2 separate regions of the Zea mays genome follow, and region 1 is linked to region 2. A link is a contact called in public Hi-C data. All regions are on one chromosome and are shown on one strand. The core of a region is the stretch at or near the end of the contact, and the rest is flanking DNA. Distances in the headings are between cores, read along the strand shown. Region 1 holds the start of LOC103654636. Region 2 holds the start of LOC100283878.

Region 1 (4,758 bases), core at 1,407-3,906, 270 kb after region 2:
CCAGCAATTGTCGGATGGTACGGAAGACCCGAGTGGCTCCAAAAGACAGCGTAGCCGGATTAAAGCTGTATCTCGCTGATTATGGTCTCTCTCATCTTGGGCCTTTTACTCATAACCTCACTAACCCTCTTACTTTTGGCGTCGTCAGGGCCTGCGGGCTCTGCTGCAGGTTCACCTGCCACACATGGAGCCTGGTTTACAAGAGGCAAAGAGTAAGAGGTGGTTTCTGACTTTGTATTTTGCCTGGGCACGGGCATCTTCATTCGTCGTCAACTCGCCATTATCGTCGTCATCATGGCCACTTTTTCGTCAGTGTCTGTCTGTACACGGCGAGAAGAGAGGAGAGGTGATGGCGTGACGGCATGCGGCTGCCTGATGCCCAGTCCCAGAGCCGCAGCTGCCTGCCTGTTCTTCGTGTTCCTTCTTCTGTTGGTCGTCTGTGGTCTCCATTGCTCTGGTGATCTGTCTCGCTTTTCCAGCTGGCTGGTGATGCTGCGGGGGAAGAGGACGGCAAGCCTCGTGTGTGTGATGCAGGCGCAGGTGAGGTCGGCTGCAGGCTTCTCACCTGCCGCCGCTGCTGCAGCGTGCGTGGCGACCCCTTTGGTGGTCCCGTTCCCACATTGTTGGGCCTGGGTCTGGGCGTCACCGGTGCGTCATGCTCGCGTCACCTTGCTGGGACGTGCTGGCTGGATCTTCCCGTTCCTTTGGCACATACATCCCGGGAAGGATTTTAATTGATTTTTTTCCCTTCAAATTTTGGTTACAAGGAAGATATTCAGGGCCCTCTGCCAGAGTTGAAAATCGTTTTTCATTACTGATTTCTGAGATAAACTACGGGCCGCTTTGGCAGGGCTCTGGCTTCTCCAAAAACGGCTTTGGCTCTGGCTCACGAGGTGAAGCCACTTCTTTAGATGAGCCAAAGCCATTCTGAAAAATCATTTGGCAAAACGGCTTATAGATTGTTTTTCAGAAAGACCCTTGTATAGTTTACTTTTTACGTGGTCGATCTCTCCTGTACGTGGCTAGGGATTGAGGGCAGGACCAAAAAAATTAATTTGGACTGGTGGGAGGGCTATTGTGCAAAAATGACGTGAGCTGAAAAAAAATTAATTATTTTTTTAGCTCATGTCCTCTAGTTCATTTTGGAAAAGCACTTCACTGGTGAAGCCATTTGAAAAAAAGGTGTTTGGCACAACTTTTGCATGAGCCAGAGCCGAAGCTGAAAAATAAGCCCTACCAAAGGGGCCCTACTTGTACGTTCTACCCCTACATTTAAGCAAGCTAATTCCAGTGCTATTTTTAGATGGATTATGATTAAATACAATGATACTCGTACTAGTTGCATGGAGGTCGATCAGATTCAAATCAGGTCAAGGTTGGCCGTGGGTTATTTGGTAGGCCTATACTCGACCCATGTCTAATGTCAAGTTGGGTCGGCTCGCGCTTCCCTAGGGATGACAATGGGTACCCGAAACTCGAACCCGATGGATAAAAAGCCTACTAGGGTACGGGTATGGCGGATTTTGATACCTATGGATATTTTATTGGGTCATTTGTTATGCCCATCGGGTACAGTGGGCATGTGTATGTTCTCTGTTGCCCCATAACCGCTACTCGATGGGGAACCCGCTAATATATTCAAATATTAAGTATTGTGTATTGAACAATTAGATTTGAAGACATGATTTTGTCCACAGTTTTGTAGAATCAATGCTATGTTTTGTGTGATTTGAAGGCATGATGTTGCCATTTAATTTTGAATATTTGTTGAACCTGTGATAAAATTATGTTGGGTTCGATACATTTGTTATGCTGGTATTTATTTTTGCGATTCAAATGATCATGTCTATCGTAATGTTAATGAGTATGTGTATCTGATGGGTACCCGCTACCCATGGTGGGTATGAGTATGGCGTAATTTTGTAACCATGATGGGTAGTGGGTATGGGTATGAGTCAATTTTTTCCTAGTGGGTATGAGTATGACTTCGTATGCCCACGCTTCCCTATTGGACATGTCAGATCGGTTTTTTTTTTTGGCTTTGAGCCGTTTTTTGGATTGGGTCAAGTTTTGGGTCAAAAATCAATAATTGTACCTCGCTGGTTGGACTCCTTTTCCCTTATGATCAAATGTTTTTTAACGCGACAGCCACAAAATAGCTCAATTTTTTGGTCATATATGTTTTGTACTTATGTTTATGCTTCATTTCATTTGATTAATTTTAGTGACCGAATAAATTTCTTTGTATTGGATCGATGGCTTGGCCCGTGGGCTAGCACGGTCACAAATGAGGTTGTGCTTTAGCAGGCCATACTATGATGTGCTTGCCAGCCCAGATGTATGTACATGAATATATTCCTAAATAATGATGAGCCTCTCAAATGTTATAGCACTAGTGTTAAGATACCTACAACGGAGCATGGATATAAACGTGCAAAATATTGTTTTGTACACTGTTTATATAGTGAAGTTTTGAATAGTAAGTGAGATATATAGTGTGAGAGGAAGGTTGGTGGCCTCATCGTAATTCAAGAAGATTTTTCCACGAATGGGCCTGCCGATGCGAGCTGCTAGGGTATTTAGGCCCACTAATGAGTCCGTCCGACCATTGTGGTTGGCTTAGAAATATTTGCCGGACACCAAGGGGCCAAGAAAAAGAGGAGGTCGCTTGCGTGGCCGCGCGACAAGGCGTACGGGGAGAGGGAAGAGGGGTGGCCGGTCTCGCCGGCGTCGATTCGCCGCCGTGTGGCGATCCCTGCACGGACGTCGGTCGGTCGCCATGGAGACGGCGCATGAGGTGGCCATTTACATCGACCGCTTCCACAACCTGGACCTGTTCCAGCAAGGGTATCAAGGATTCGGAGAGAGACCAAAAAAAAAAAAATCCCCAGTCCCTTTCTTTTTTTCCCTTTGAAGAACATGTTAACTTTCTCGTATTTTTTTAACGGCATTCGTTTTTCGACTCCCCTCGATGGGTAGAAAAAGATATGCATTGCATTGTTTGTCGATTTGGAGAGCAAATATTTTTGGCCTTTGATTTTTTTTTTGTTCGCATGCAGATGGTACCGCGTGAAGATTAGTGCCCTGTGGGAGGATGACGAGAATCGAGCACCCATCTCGCCGGCCAGGGTCACGCAATACGAAGGTGCGAATTCACCTTTCTTGATGCAGATATATAAAAAATAATAATAATCCATTCTTCATTCTGTTCCGCAGAAAATATGTCGCCATGATTTGACATGTAATATAATCTGTTCTGTTCTACTCTATATAGACGATTTGACACGCAATGACATGCGATTTCACCTCTTGTTTATCAAAAAAAAAAACACATGAACCACACCATCATTACGACGGATAGAGAGCTAGCTAGCTAGCTGATTACGAGGAAGGATGGGATAGTTCCTTCTGATTCTGAAGTTATTTTTTTTAAACAAACCGGCAAGAGAGGTCCCCACTGTGTTAAAAAGAAGGGGTTGCCCAGACAAGCACTGTACAAAACGCACCAATTATACAATTAAGTACAGAAGGGAAAAAAATACCTCCGACAGAGGAGCGACGGGTCAAAAAACACGGACGGTGGTGGTTCAAGAGGTTATCATTGTGCTCTGCTCCCAGCCTCCCACCATGATCCAAACTCTCACCTCGTCCTTGATTTTCTAAAGCACCGTAAAGTTTGCGGCCAAGCATTCAGGTGCAAATCAGAATTTGCTGTCCAGACGGCGATTTTGATCCATAGTCGTTTAGTGAACTGTAAGTCTCTGAAAAGGTGCCGGCCTGATTCCACATGTAGCCTACATAGTGGGCAGATCCCTTTGGTTTGGGCACGTCTAGGCTTCTAATATGTGAACGGTCCAAATTCGGTTCTGAATTGCAAGTCACCTCAAGAATTTACATTCAAACGGAGCCCAGGGTTTCCATATTATGGCTTCAAAATTATAGCGGGTTGCGCCTATAAACTGGGCCTGGTAAGCCGAAGAAGCAGAGTACTCTCCATTTTCCTCAAATTTCCATGTAGCGTGCCATTCTTAGTAGGATGTTGCGCCTCAGTCTCTTGCCATAGGCGTGATGTACTCGGCAAATGTTGGGCAGAGAAGTTTCGATGCTGAAGGTTGATGTCGTGTATCCAATTGTTGGCAGTCAAGTCTTGGTGCAGTGTTCTGTTTCTTCTCGTGGAGATGAAAGAGAGAGATTTGGGGAAGAGTCCAGGATGGTAAGGATCAATTAGGGTCATGCGGTTTCCTTGTTTAGGAGGTTTTCTTTTGCCTCTGGCTCTTCCCCTATATATGTAACAACACTCTACTCTATCAATATAGACACAATTCCTGCATTCTACTTCACTCACATGGTATCACTAGTCTAGGTTTTTTCCCTGCCGCTTCCGCTTCTAGCGTGTTGTTCTTCAGCGCTGCTCCATGGCCGCTGCCATCTCAGGCATCGAGTCCGATCCCCTTGTTGTCCCACTGTTGAGCACCAATTTGAGCGCGGACGGTGCAGCCCTGAGACCGGACGGTCCGCGCGTGCGCAGAGCAGATTAGGGTTCCGAGTTTTGTGCTAAGGTTGTTAGCTAGATTCGTGGAATTAGCTCGGGAAATTAGTTTGTAAAGGGTCCAGCCCCCCTCCTATATAAATAGAGAGGTATACTGCCGATTTGTAAGAATCAATCGAATCAATAATACTTCTATCTCGCATTTATTTCATGTACAATTAGGAGTAGTTCTAGTCTAGTTCTAGTTTAGCCTCTCAATCCCCAAATTC
Region 2 (4,581 bases), core at 837-3,336:
AAACGTGGTCCAAAATGTTATATAAGAAAGAAACATTCCTTGCATATCTTGTAAGTAGTTATATTGGCTTAATTCCAAGTAACCTTTTCACTTACCTTTTACAAACTAGTTCAATTATGCACTTCTTTATTTGCTTTGGTTTGTGTTGGCATCAATCACCAAAAAGGGGGAGATTGAAAGGGAATTAGGCTTTCACCTAGTTCCTAAATAATTTTGGTGGTTGAATTGCCCAACACAAATATTGGACTGACTAGTTTGCTCTAGTGTATAAGTTATACAGGTGCAAAAGGTTCACATCTAGCCAATAAAAAGACCAAGTGTTGGATTCAACAAAGGAGCAATAAGGCAACCGAGGGCACCTCTGGCTGGAGGCACCGGACTGTCCGGTGTGCACCGGACAGTGTCCGGTGCGCCCGTAGACTTCGTTTTCTACCCTTCGCCAGAGGACTTCGACTTCAACCCTTCGCCCTCGGGAATTCGCGGAGGCCGGCGCACTATAATTCACCGGACTGTCCGGTGTGCACCGGACATGTCCGGTGCGCCAACGAACCGCGGCCTCCGGAACTCGTCAGCCTCGGGTTCGCGCGGCAGCCGCTCCGCTAAAATTCACCGGACTGTCCGGTGTGCACCGGACTGTCCGGTGAACCACGGAGCAACGGCTACTTCCGCGCCAATGGTCACCTGCAAGCGCATTTAATGCGCGCTCTGCGCGCGCAGTCGGCAGGCGCGCCCATACCGTTGCACCGGACAATGAACAGTTCATGTCCGGTGTACACCGGACATCCAGGCGGGTCCACATGTCAGAGCTCCAACGGTCAGAATCCAACGGCAACGATGACGTGGCAGGGGGCACCGGACTGTCCGGTGTGCACCGGACTGTCCGGTGCGCCATCGAACAGAGAGCTCCCAGCAACGGCCACATTTGGTGGTTGGGGCTATAAATACCCCAACCACCCCACATTCATTGCCATCCAAGTTTTCCACTTCTCAACCACTTACAAGAGCTAGGCATTCAATTCTAGACACATTCAAAGAGATCAAATCCTCTCCAATTCCACACAAAACCCTAGTGACTAGAGAGAGTGATTTGCCGTGTTCATTTGAGCTCTTGCGCTTGGATTGCTTCTTTTCTTTCTCACTTGTTCTTGAGATCACAACTCCATTGTAATCAAGGCAAGAGGCACCAATTGTGTGGTGGCCCTTGCGGGGAAGTTTTGATCCCGGCTTTGATTAGAGAAGAGAAGCTCACTCGGTCCGCGGGACCGTTTGAGAGAGGGAAGGGTTGAAAGAGACCCGGCCTTTGTGGCCTCCTCAACGGGGAGTAGGTTTGTAAGAACCGAACCTCGGTAAAACAAATCTCCGTGTCTCATTTGCTTATTCGCTTGGGATTTGTTTTGCGCCCTCTCTTGCGGACTCATTTATTATTACTAACGCTAACCCCGGCTTGTAGTTGTGTTTATATTTGTAAATTTCAGTTTCGCCCTATTCACCCCCCCTCTAGGCGACTATCAGGTATGCGCAGGGTGGGGCGAAGGCGTGGTCGAGCAGAGCACGCGGAACCTTCCATCCGCGGTCCAGGCAGAACCGTGCACCAGAATAAACTGTGGACGCCTACACTCTGCTCTTAAGGAGTAGTAGAGATAAAAACATCCCTAACATATCGCCGTTGATTCTTAGGAATAAATGGACGTGAATGAAATCATTAAAGAAATAGATATCAGTATGATTGCTTTCAATATAGGCTGATGGAGCCTATGAATGATCTATAACTATGTGATTGGATGTCTTAACTTGCGTAGCCAAGCTCGTATGAGCCTCTTTTACTGGGTACCACTAATTTCTATATATTAGATACAGTTAAATAAGTCTAAATTACATCGGTGCGTGCGTGCCAGTACGACTAGATGTAGTGAACTAAACACAGGTTAAGCTGTGATCAATGTATGTAGAGAGTCTGACTCTTTATATGCGGACAACTAAACACACGATAAGTGTCGAGAATGATTGAGGAAATATTGGTCGTTCCACGTGATTGAGTAAGAATGAGAGGGAAATAAAAGGATTTGGTGCGTTGGTTTTGAAGGCAGGATTTGGTTAGGATGGGTGGACGTTTGAAGTGATGAGTTTTTCAAGCGTATAGATTTTCTATTTGTCCTTTTTAATTAACTTTCTCCCAGCCGGGATGCGCGTATAAAAACCGGCGAAACCCTTGGCTCTCCTCATTCGGCCTATCACAACCACTTACTCTCGTGCGCTCTCCGTGGGAGCGAGGACTCGCGGCCGGCGGCAGCGGCAGGTTCTCCTAGATCTCCGGGTAAGCGGTGAAAGAAGAGGAGGTGTTGGAGGAATTAGTTCCGAATCTTTCTCCATTACGATTTTCGTGGCGTCGAGGTTAGTCTGAAGCACGCAGTTCAACCCATTCTTGCGCACAGTAGATCAGATCCGATTTGTTACTGCGGCATTCCGATTGCTGAGCTCTGGTTGCCGATTAGTTATCAACATAAGCCGCGGCCAAGCAGTTCTTACGGGGTCACAAGAAGAAGATGAACAGTTTGTCCATCTTGCCTCGCAAGGATAACCGCCCGCTAGTGCGTTTGTATTTGTTTGATTTCTGAAATATTCGATTTGGAGTGTCATTAACTGCCCTCGTAACGTGTTTTGACTGCAGAAACTGTGCCTGTTCTGTAGATTTAGATGAATCACAGTGTTGAGACAAGATTCATCTGAATCCTTTTGTTAAATTAGAAAATAGAGATGATCCAAGGTCCTGTCTCAGTGGATAGTGGTGTAGTGTGTTTTTGCCCTGTTTCCTTTGCTGAAAATGCAGCTAATACCAAACTTGCTGTTTCCTATTGAGATAGATATTCTGTTACTTATCCTTTGTCTCCTCGTGTTTTTGTTCCAGCATCATCAGTAACAAATGGCTGACGGTGAGGACATTCAGCCCCTTGTTTGTGACAATGGAACTGGCATGGTCAAGGTTTGTAGTTCTTGTTCATGCTGGTACTTCATATTCTGCAACCTTTTTCTGCTAATTTAATCACACGTTTTCTTACAAACTATTGGCAGGCTGGTTTTGCTGGTGACGATGCGCCAAGGGCTGTTTTCCCAAGCATTGTCGGACGCCCCCGTCACACTGGTGTGATGGTTGGCATGGGGCAGAAGGATGCGTATGTTGGTGACGAGGCCCAGTCCAAGAGGGGTATCCTGACTTTGAAGTACCCCATCGAACATGGTATTGTTAGCAATTGGGATGACATGGAGAAGATCTGGCACCACACCTTCTATAATGAACTCCGTGTGGCGCCTGAAGAGCACCCTGTGCTGCTGACGGAAGCCCCACTCAACCCCAAAGCTAACAGGGAGAAGATGACCCAAATCATGTTTGAGACCTTCAATGTTCCTGCCATGTATGTCGCCATCCAGGCTGTGCTTTCCCTGTACGCCAGTGGGCGTACAACTGGTAATGATTCTTTAACATGGTGACCAAATTTCATTAGGACTTCCCAAATTTTTCCATCTCAATTATGGATTGCTGTTCCTTCAGGTATTGTGTTGGACTCTGGTGATGGTGTCAGCCACACCGTGCCAATCTACGAAGGTTATGCCCTTCCTCATGCCATCCTGCGTCTTGACCTTGCTGGGCGTGACCTGACTGACAGCCTGATGAAGATCCTCACCGAGAGAGGTTACTCCTTCACCACCACGGCCGAACGGGAAATCGTACGGGACATCAAGGAAAAGCTTGCATACGTGGCTCTTGACTATGATCAGGAGCTGGAGAACGCCAAGAGCAGCTCATCTGTGGAGAAGAGCTACGAGCTGCCTGATGGCCAGGTGATCACCATTGGGGCGGAGAGGTTCCGATGCCCCGAGGTCCTCTTCCAGCCTTCCTTCATTGGTATGGAAGCTCCTGGCATCCATGAGACCACCTACAACTCCATCATGAAATGCGACGTGGATATCAGGAAGGACTTGTATGGTAACATTGTTCTCAGTGGTGGCACAACCATGTTCCCTGGCATCGCTGACCGTATGAGCAAGGAGATCACCGCCCTTGCCCCGAGCAGCATGAAAATCAAGGTGGTGGCTCCACCCGAGAGGAAATACAGTGTCTGGATAGGAGGGTCCATCCTTGCCTCCCTGAGCACCTTCCAACAGGTTAAAACCTTATAACACTTGTTATTTTCCAGTTGCTATGGCAAATATTCCAACCTTTCGGTAGTTCCAGTAAGCTCTTGGTTCTAAAAACATGCTCTCGTATTTATATGCTACAGATGTGGATCTCAAAGGCTGAGTACGATGAGTCAGGACCAGCGATTGTTCACCGGAAGTGCTTCTAAGCTCAAGGGCCCCCTTCGTCCCCATTCTATGTATTCCTTTCCTTGAGTGCTTTTCTTATAAGCTACTATGTTTGAGATTGCCGGCCTTTGAGCAGGCAATGTTGTTGGATCTGTATCTTGTGGATCACTACAATGCATGCGTTGCTCCATCTTCTTTTCATGCCAAGTTTGCTGTCATACTTGCTAGTGGGGAAAACAACAATGACAACAGTGGTGAGAACAGCAACCACAAAAAAAG

The links. Hi-C and Micro-C count contacts between places; a contact is called where the count stands out from the background.
Region 1: a Hi-C map of tassel shows a contact between it and region 2, with 5 times the contacts expected there. The contact joins the promoter of LOC103654636 here to the promoter of LOC100283878 in region 2. A contact is called at or near these places in 2 of 25 Hi-C or Micro-C datasets (ear and tassel).

What each region holds. Positions count from the first base shown.
Region 1 is chr4:221,489,204-221,493,961 of Zm-B73-REFERENCE-NAM-5.0, forward strand. LOC103654636 reads left to right here and starts at 2,657. Exons shown (of 14, transcript XM_020552840.3): 1 at 2,657-2,847; 2 at 3,060-3,145. The coding sequence starts at 2,780.
Region 2 is chr4:221,220,294-221,224,874 of Zm-B73-REFERENCE-NAM-5.0, forward strand. It overlaps LOC100283878, which reads left to right and starts at 2,087. Exons shown (of 5, transcript NM_001412596.1): 1 at 2,087-2,391; 2 at 2,906-2,980; 3 at 3,070-3,463; 4 at 3,548-4,161; 5 at 4,278-4,581. The coding sequence starts at 2,921. The coding sequence ends at 4,343.